Regions from separate parts of the Mus musculus genome. Here region 2 is linked to region 1. A link is a contact called in public ChIA-PET data. All regions are on one chromosome and are shown on one strand. The core of a region is the stretch at or near the end of the contact, and the rest is flanking DNA. Distances in the headings are between cores, read along the strand shown.

Region 1 (4,382 bases), core at 770-3,269:
CATGGTACCTTAGTACAGAACTAGAAAAGTTACTAAGACATGAATATTATCAAATACCTATTTCTGTATAGAAAGACACAAAAGTACCGAATAATGTGCTACAATGAAATACTCAATGCACAGCACCACACAGAAGTAAGATTTTAAAAGGAGGCTCACAAATCCTGTGACCTTGACTCCTCATCCTGAGCCTTGCACTAGTGAAGATGTAAGAGCAGAAAACATTGGATTGCTGTAGACTGTTTCTATCATGATTGTTTTCAGATAACTATGCCATAGAATATTTTTTAAAATACTGGATGGTGAAAGACAGAACTTGCCAATCTGGAGAGTATAAATGTATTCTCTGTGGACATGTTGAAGCTTTCAGCTCTGGGGTTGCCTCCTGAGGATGAGGGAGCAGGAGTTACACTGAGCAGTGTTGCAGTGTTAAAGGCTTCTTTTTCTTCATTCCTAACCAAGTGAACACTGCCATTACCAGTATGATGGTTTGTATATGATAGGCCCAGAGAATGGTACTGTTAGGAGGTATGGCCTTGTTGAAGTAGGTGTCTCAGTGTGGTTGTGGGCTTTAAGATCCTCATTCAAGCATTCTGGAAGTCAGTATTCTGCTAACAGCCTTCAGAAGAGGATGTAGAACTATCAGCTCATCCTGTACCATGCTTGCCTGGATACTGCCATGGTCCCACCTGGATGATAATGGACTAAAACTCTGAACCTGTAAGACAGCCCCAAATATATGATGACCTTTATAGGACTTGTCTTGGTCATGGTATCTGTTCACAGCAGTAAAACCCTAAGACAGCCAGCAGTATTTGTGGTCCATGAGATACTGAAAGATGCCTGAGGGAGAATGTGATCCAAAAGCACCCACAGAAGTGATATAAGGTCATTGGTTTCATGATATGAAAGGGTTTTACAGAGTTCACTATGGACTTCGATTTTGTTTGGGCAGAACAAATATCAACTTAGAAGTCAGCCTCTTGGCCAAATGTCTCTAGACACTTCCATTTTCTGTCTGAGCTGTATTTGAATGCTCTTCCATTTCAGATACCTTCATGTTTTCACACAGAAAGTCAGAAGAATACACTGAAGATAAAATGGAAAATCTAGAGTAACTATTCCAGAGAAAATGAATGTAGATTCAGACATTCAAGACCCTTAGTAGCTTATAAGTAAGACATAGGTCTGATGTGGCTGTATCTATGATACTGAAGGTGACTATGTGCACACTGGGCATTGTTGACATGGGTAGAATTAGCTGCCATTGGAGTTTGGCTCGACCTCAGGAAGTATTGAGCTGATACTTTGGTACAATTATTATGAAGAAGCTCAGTGGTGGAAATATAATTGAAGTCTTGTGCCATTTCTAATGACTGGAGAACTTATTCATTCTTGTTGCTACGAATTTACTGACTTATCTTGAAGACTAACCCACTGTATTCAAAATATCAGTCCAAGGGAGGTCAGCATAACTTCTAAACACCAACAAGTAAGGGAGGAAATTATATTCTGGTTATGTCATTCTTTGATCACTGAGGCATGCTGTCAAAAAAAAATGTCACATACTTTGGGACTTTTACCCAGTTTTCCCTCAGAAATTTGCAAGGACTGACTATGAGTAGTTTCCATAGCTACGTGACAGGATGTCTTTCTCTGAGGGATGTAAAGACACATCTGTGTGCATGTGCACATGGGCATGTGATGTATCGAGTCTATTTGGTATTGCTGTATGTGTATGTATTTAGGGCTGACCACTTATGACTGGATAATCTAACAGGGGACTCCTACTTGAAGAACACAGATTCTCCCTCTCAGTAGCATTTATTGCCTATAGATCTTCATATAGGTGGAGTGCTTGGGAAATTCCCCTAATTTGGCAGCCTACCCTCTGAGGATTTCCTCCCATAGTGCTATGTACACTGCCATGGAAAAAGGCAGTCAGTAGTCCTACCCTGAGCTTTCTAACACCTTTCTGAGTACTGGGAGGCAGGCTGGAGCTCCACAAACCAACCACAGACCATCATTTGTGCAGTAGCAGCAGCCACATCAAAAGAAACAAAAGCCCAGGCTGAGCAAAATCCTGCACTACAGATGGAAGCAGCAGACAGCAGGCTGCAAGGACTACAGCAGCACCCAGAACTCCTAGAAACCTGTGACAAGCATCTGCAGAGGGCTTAGGCTGGGACAGTCTTCCCTGCTTAGTCTTACTTTCTTTATGTGTTCACATTCAGACAATCTGGACCCAAGTGATCCTTAAATCTGTCTTCTGACTGGAACAGCATACACTGTGGCATGTGAATACATGTGCATGCACAAAAATGAACGAATACATAGAACTTTTTGCACGGAAAAAAAAAAAAAAAAAGACTGACCAGGCACAGACTAAACTTGAGAAAAAGTATCTAAATCTGAGAGGAGGGAGAGCCTCAGGCTTCTCCCACTAGCTAGAGCTCACTGGAGCTTCAGCACTCCAGCTTCTGCTGCTACTCCTGTTGTCGATAGACAAGAACTCACTTAAAGATCCAGACCTCCTGCATCAGAGACAAGGATGCAATCACACTTCTCAGAGTGGCACTGGATCTTTGCTAACAGCCACGAGTCTCAAGAGTTCAAATCCACTCCCAATGAATTGTTGGATGCCTGTGGCAATCAGTTTTATTTCATTTAAAGTTGTTAAACCTGAATTAGTAAACAAACACCTTTGTTAGACTACGAGTCTTGAGGTGAGGACACTATCATCTCCTGTAGCATAACTCAGTTTAATGTATACATATATCTCATGCTCTCTGTAATCACTGGCCAGGTAGGACATCCTCAAATGCATTCAGTAGCAGTTATGTCTTGAGGTGGCAACAGATGTTTAATTGGATTTAATGTCTACTGAATTCTAACAAAATAAAGAAAAATTCGCTTTCCGATCTGCCAACCTCATTCTTAGAGAAGTCTGCTGAGACTCAGTAGGAGATATTCTCTGCTTACCACACCAACAGGTCAGGTCAGGAATAGTGTGTGTGTGTGTGTGTGTGTGTGTGTGTGTGTGTGTGTGTGTGCGTGCGTGACTGACTGACTGACTTAGATGTGGAGAATATATGTTTAAGAGCTGGTGACATATCAGTGGATACACTGGGGTTCACAATGTGTCCACTTCCTGTGTTTTAAAGACTGATGAGTTGGAAGTCAGGATAGAACTTTCACAATTGCCTTCTCTGCATTTGGGGAAATACTCACCACCAGCACACTTCTTTCTTGTAGACTTGGGCACAATAGAAACTTCTGCTTTCCTTGGTGGTTTTACTTTCTGAAAATTATCTAAAACAGACCCTGGAAATTCTACCTTCCTTCCATCTAAACACGTGGTTGGAGCTTCCACGTTCTGTTTTCTCAGCTCACATTCTTCTCCTTTCCCCCTTGAAGTGTCTCAGTCATCGTAGATATTCATTCTTCTTCTTCATGTTATCCTCAGCAAAGCCACTGTTCTTCTGTTCCTTGTTGGTGATATATATTTGACTTGTCCCATTTTTCCTCCCATAACTATTATTGACATTTACAGTGGCTTCAATGTCCATGTATTGACCAACACAACACACTGTTTCAGCCCTTGTAGTTTCACTCTTCCAAAACCATTTTTAGGCACTAGACTAAAATCCCACATATCAACAAAGCCTGATGTTTAATTTCGCATTAGTGAGGACCACATCTCACATTATATTTGGTCAAAGTTTCGTTTTGTTTTGTTTTGTTTTGCTTTTTCTTTTTCTGAATGTTCCTGTGTCTGCAACTCTCTTTCCCCATCAAGGGATCTACCTTTGACACGACATGTTTCTGGCCACCTCAACAAAGTCACTACCAAAATTAAAGGCTGTTCTTGTCCCTTTAACCCAAAGTCAAGCAGCCTCTGAATGAGGAGTGAGGATGATTCAAGGAAAGTCAGAAAGAAGACTCAGAAACAAAACTTAGAATTGGGAAGGCTGCGGGTGAATACGACATCAGCCTCGAGTTTATTTTATTAGCCTTCTTATATTCCTTAGTACCATGGGAAACAAAGTCACAAGGTAGCAGAAACAATGGGTGATGTACACACAGGACATCTGTTCCCATCCAGAGACTTCCCTGTTTCTTACACCAAGATTCATAGAATGTTCAACCCCTTGACTTGAAACTCAAGTGTATTTCCTCTTATTGTTCCATGAGTCAGCAGGCCAGGAAATCTGATAGCAGACCCTGACCTGCCTTGACTGTGCCTGGCAGGCAGAAGCAAACAAAATGGCTCCCAATAAAACAGCACCAAGATTTCTCCTTTACACAGTTCATCCTTTTGAACCTCCCATCTTACAAGAGATGAAGAGAGAGGAATTAAGCTTCTCCAAGATTCCAGAAAT
Region 2 (4,928 bases), core at 1,278-3,777, 43 kb after region 1:
TGTGGTTGGGTCATAGCAACCTGCCAACGTAGATGAATCTATAATAGGAGAAAGAGAGTAAAGTCATTCTCTGCCTCACTGACACCCAATGGCTCAGCAGCTAAGACCAGTTGGTGACCTTTGTAGGTTTCCTGTTGGCATTGTGTAGCTTCATCTGGCAGCATGTATCCTTGAATCTGCAGTCCAGATGGCCTCCTTCTCTTCATTATTCTTCAAAGTTCTAAAGAAGCATTTGTAACAAATGGGCTGCTCTCATCTATAAAGCTTTAATTCAGTATAATAAAATCTAAACCATAGTGATATTCATCAAGGTCAACCCAGCAAACAACCAGCAAAGTGGCAGACTAGTAGTCTCACAGGCCTTGGTATATCCATGAATAGATTTCTATATGGCTGAAAATATGTAGAAACTGTGAGCAATACCAATTAATTACACTGAGATGTACAGCTGAATAAAAGGTGGGAATTACATGTGTCCTTGTTAGACTTTTTAGTGCCTACCTGCACCCTACCTGACACAGGTCCTGTCTGCAGGAAGCAACACAGAGCTTAATTGCAACAGGCTAACCTGGGGCTAACCTGATCTCAGTTTTACCTAACTTGTGTTTCAAGTAAAGATTATTTCTTGAACATGAAAATAAAACCTCAACATGAGCAAATAAATAGAGAAAACAGACTTTGTAAGATTAAGAACCGTTGTGCACCAGAGCATTCTATAAAGAAAGTAAAAGGGCAACTCAAGAATGGGTGAAGACGACCTGTAAATCACATGTGTAATAAAGTTCCTTTACAACTCATCATAGACAAGTCAGTTCTAAACTGAGAAAATTGCTGAGGAGATGGATATATCTGCAGAAAAGGCCTGCAAACATCCAAGAGCACACAAGATAATATTCAATATTGCTAATCATCTGGCACAAGAGAACTATAGAAGTTAAGAAAAAATTATTTGAAAAAGATGCAGTGTACAAACAGGGAAGTACCATAGTGAATGGTTTAGTGTCTTTAGTTCCTAGGATAGAATGTCAATCAGGCTATATTAGGGAAACATTGGATGCAAAATAAACTTTTCTTTACATGATTTCTGCTTTGCCAGGCTGGAGAACCTGGTGTCAGAGTCTAGAGTCACATGATCGTGTGTGATTTGGCTTCTTATAACTCACTGAGGCTGAGGTTTGCTTTGGGCTAACATATATATCATTTGAAATTAATTGCTTAGTTTTGCTGATGTTTGCATCAGCACGGACTAGGTTATTTTAAGAGCTACATGATATTGTTCCTCAATAATTCTTCAGACCCTGTGACAAACATTGAGGAAGTCCCAATCAAACCACAAGGCATCACTTCATACTCATCAGGATAGCTACCACACAATGCAAAAATGAATACATGTCACCTGGAATTTAAACAACTCAGGTGTCTGTACTCTGCAGCTAAAAACACAGAATATTCCCTCAGGGAAAACAGTCATGGCTTCTGAGAAAATGAATAGTTTCATATGATCTAACAACTCTTATTTGATTACAACACAAACAAACTAGCAAACAAGGACTTGGATGGACCTTTGATCTGTGTTGTTCATCGCAGTTGTGTTTACAATACCCACAATGTGGAAACAGCCCAGTCTCCCATCAACAGATCACCAATAGATGCATACATTAACACAGTCTGATAGCACACACAATAGAATATTCTTCAGCCAGAGAAGGGAATACAATTAATTACTTTACCCAACTTCATAGACCTTCATAGACTTAAAGCCAGCCACAGACCCCTGCAGGCCAGACAACACATAACCTGCCTCCCCTGCCCTCAGTCCCAGATAAGCAAGAGGACATTATGCCAAGGGCAGAGAATGTGTACAATCCCCAGAAGTCACTTGATTCCACAAGACAGTCTCTCTGCAGCTTAGACCCATTAATGAGATAAGAAGAGCAGCCCAAACAAAATGCATAGAGCCCATGGGATCTCTATATCTCCCCCACCCCCTCCAAAAAAAGAAAACAAAACAAAACAAAAACTAAATATCAAGAGACAACTTTGCTATCTACTTACTAAACTTAATAAAAAGTACGTCAGGAAGAAACTAAGTTTATGTCCAAATAGATGTTTGCCAAGCCCTTTTGCTGAATTTTCTTCACAAGGTTCCTCCACAGAAAGACATTCATCTGGCTGTGAACCAGGGCAGGAGCTGTAGCTGTGGTCCCAGCTGAGGCAGGACCAGGGCTCTTCCCACAGCTTCACCAACAGAGCAGGGCAGCCAGGAGTGTCAGGCTGCCACTTTGTATCTGTCCTTTGTCAGAGGAAAGAAACTCACCTCCTAGACCTAAAGCCAGCCACAGCCCCCTGCAGACCAGAGAGCACAGAACCCGCCTCCCTTCCCCCTCCCTCAGTTGCCACTTTGACTTGGAAATCAAGCTGGGGTCCAGACTAAGTTGCTCCTTAAAGAAAGGAAAAGTAAATATACCTGGTCCCACAGCACAGGTCCAAGTGCAGTTCTCAGCTGCTGCTGCCTCCTCAGGCTCACTTCTGCTCTCCTCACTTCCTGCTCTCTTTGCTCCTCCTTTATGTGAGCTGACCACACACACACACACACACACACACACACACACACACACACACACACACACACACTCACACAGGCAGCAGCAAAAACAAAATTGAAAGTAAAGTAAACCAAGGCATTGTTAACTTGCCCAAGACTGGAAGGGGAGGTCAGAGGATGCTTAGTGTCAGAAAAAGCCAGTGAGAAACTGTGTTGCAGCCAAGGGACAGCAGGCCTCCACTGTGGAAAGAGTTTACATTCTCTTTCTTTGGAACCCATCTCCAGTTTCCTCCAGCCTTCTAGGCACAGATAAAGCACAGTAAACCCAGGGCCCCATCAGTGGAAATGACACAATCTGGGAGGATTGCAAGTGTGCTTCTCTCAGGGGAAATTCCAGGTGCTTCTTGAGCGAAGAGCTTTAATGTTTTAAACCTGTGTTTTCTAAAACAGGAACCATCACTGTTGCCATTTCTTCTGGACTCTGCCCCACAGTTACCTGGCAACAGCCAGGTGGACATGACTCACTATAAAAAGGGCTGCTTGTCCACTCTGCCCCCCCCCCCTCAATCTCTCTCCCTGAAATCTTCCTCTCTTCCTTTCTTACCCTCTTTCTTCTCCATTCCTCTCCCTGCTTCCTCCCTTCCTTTTTCTCTGTCTCTACTACCCTCTCAAATCCCCTCTTCATGTCTAAAATAAACTCTATTCTATACTATACAATTGTGTGGCTGGTACTTCAGGAGGACAGGATTCCTCAGCATGTGCCCTCTGAGACACCACCTACCACCTCAACATACCACGCCTCCACCACACATATCCCTGGCTTCTTTTTCTTTTTCAGAAAACACAACAGTTGATCTAAAAACTGATTTTAAAGAAGTAATTAAAGAATAGTAAGTAGGAGTTGTGTTCAGGGTAGAAGCTAAGAAAACTCACTTCTGAGATGGAAGCTTAAAAATGAAAGCTTTATTTTCTGAGCCCTTAGGAAGGCAGCCAGTTTGGGATCTGAACTTTGTCTCTGATGGGAGATTGAACACCATTTGTAAAGGATGAAACACAAAGCGGGGGGGGGGGGGGCAGGGAGCTGCAGAGCGATCCATTGTGATTTCACAGGAAGGATTAAACAAGGGAGTACCCCTCAGAGACTGGGCCATATCCAGGCACCTAGCTTCAGGGTCCTTAATTTACTCTCCTAGACATTTGGTGCAGAACTCAGAGTGATAAAGGGACAAAGGAGCAGGTCAGCAGCATGGAGGTAAACTGGTACCTTAATTCTACTTCAGTGAACTCTCCCCCTATTCATCTGTTGGGTCCACATGGCCACCCATTTGCAGGCCCAGGTAGAACACACACAGAGTCCACACCAGGACTGGGAAGAAGTTCATGTCAGCAGGTTCTTGGATTCCACTAAGGCCAGGGGAGTCTCTGGTCTGGAACAGAGCAGGGATGTGTCCAGTTCTTGTCAGTTGAGTGGCACTGCTGAGACAGGATTGAGGGGAGCAGCAGGAGCAGGGCTCTCTCTAACACTTGCTAAAGCCTTTTGTTCACTTCAGCACTCAACTGAATCTACAAAACATCAGGATAAACCTGTGTGTTCCTTTCCCTGTGTTTCTCTTCTGTATTATATTGAGAAAGAGAGAGACATGTGTTTGTGTGTGTGTGTGCACATATGTGTGTGTGGGTATTTGTGTTTGCACATGTGTGTGTGAGCCTGCGTAAGTGCACCTCTGCATATTTGCTGATGTCTGCAGTTGACATTGGGTGTCTTCCTCTATTGCTCTCTGATTTTTTGGTTTTTTTGAAATATCTTTTACAGAATCAGGACCTCACTGCTTTGCTATACTAGCTGACTAGTGAGCCTCAGGGCTTTGCTGTCTCTGACCTCACCCCAGCCTTGGGATTAAGAGCGCACATTGCCATGCCCAGCTTTTCACTGCAGATCCAAATTAACACCCTCATGCATGCATAACAAACAGTTCATGAATAAGGCATCTCCTTAGGCCCTGAATTTGAATTTTTTTTTTGGTTGAGAACTAGAATATTTTTATTTGTAAAATATTCTTAATGTATTGGGAAACAATTTATTCTATTCTGCCTTAAGGTTCTTTTTTTTTTCCTATGCTATTTTTTATTAGATATTTTCTTCATTTACATTTCAAATGCTATTCCCAAAGTCCCCTATACCTTCCCTCCATCCTGCCCTGCTCCTCAATCCACCCACTCCCGCTTCCTGGCCCTGGTATTCCCCTGTACTGTGGCATATGGTCTTCGCAATATCCCAAGAGCCTTTCCTCCCATTGATGGCTGACTAGGCCATCCTCTGCTACATATGCAACTAGAGACATAGTTCTGGGAGGTACTTTTTAGTTCATATTGTTGTTCCTTC

What was found. ChIA-PET counts read pairs in DNA pulled down with a chosen protein or histone mark.
Region 2: a contact with region 1 is called in an RNA polymerase II ChIA-PET map of effector CD8 T cells, with 41 read pairs. The contact joins the promoter of Gbp8 here to the enhancer-like site in region 1. A contact is called at or near these places in 1 of 39 promoter capture datasets (macrophages), 2 of 484 Hi-C or Micro-C datasets (Th1 cells and trophoblast stem cells), 2 of 115 datasets of contacts at active chromatin or transcription factors (CD8 T cells and effector CD8 T cells) and 3 of 9 other capture datasets (adipose tissue, liver and pancreatic islet).

What each region holds. Positions count from the first base shown.
Region 1 is chr5:105,008,557-105,012,938 of GRCm38.p6, forward strand. It overlaps a transcript of Gbp8 not described here. Among named protein-coding and RNA genes, the nearest start is that of Abcg3, 28 kb to the left of the region's middle. Within about 2 kb of position 2,020, at least 26 of the 459 cell types and tissues checked have an H3K27ac peak or open chromatin away from gene starts, as enhancers often do. A contact at or near this core is called in CD8 T cells, Th1 cells and effector CD8 T cells, where this site is marked.
Region 2 is chr5:105,051,034-105,055,961 of GRCm38.p6, forward strand. Gbp8 (guanylate-binding protein 8) reads right to left here and starts at 2,528. Exons shown (of 10, transcript NM_029509.4): 1 at 2,468-2,528; 2 at 1-38. The coding sequence starts at 14.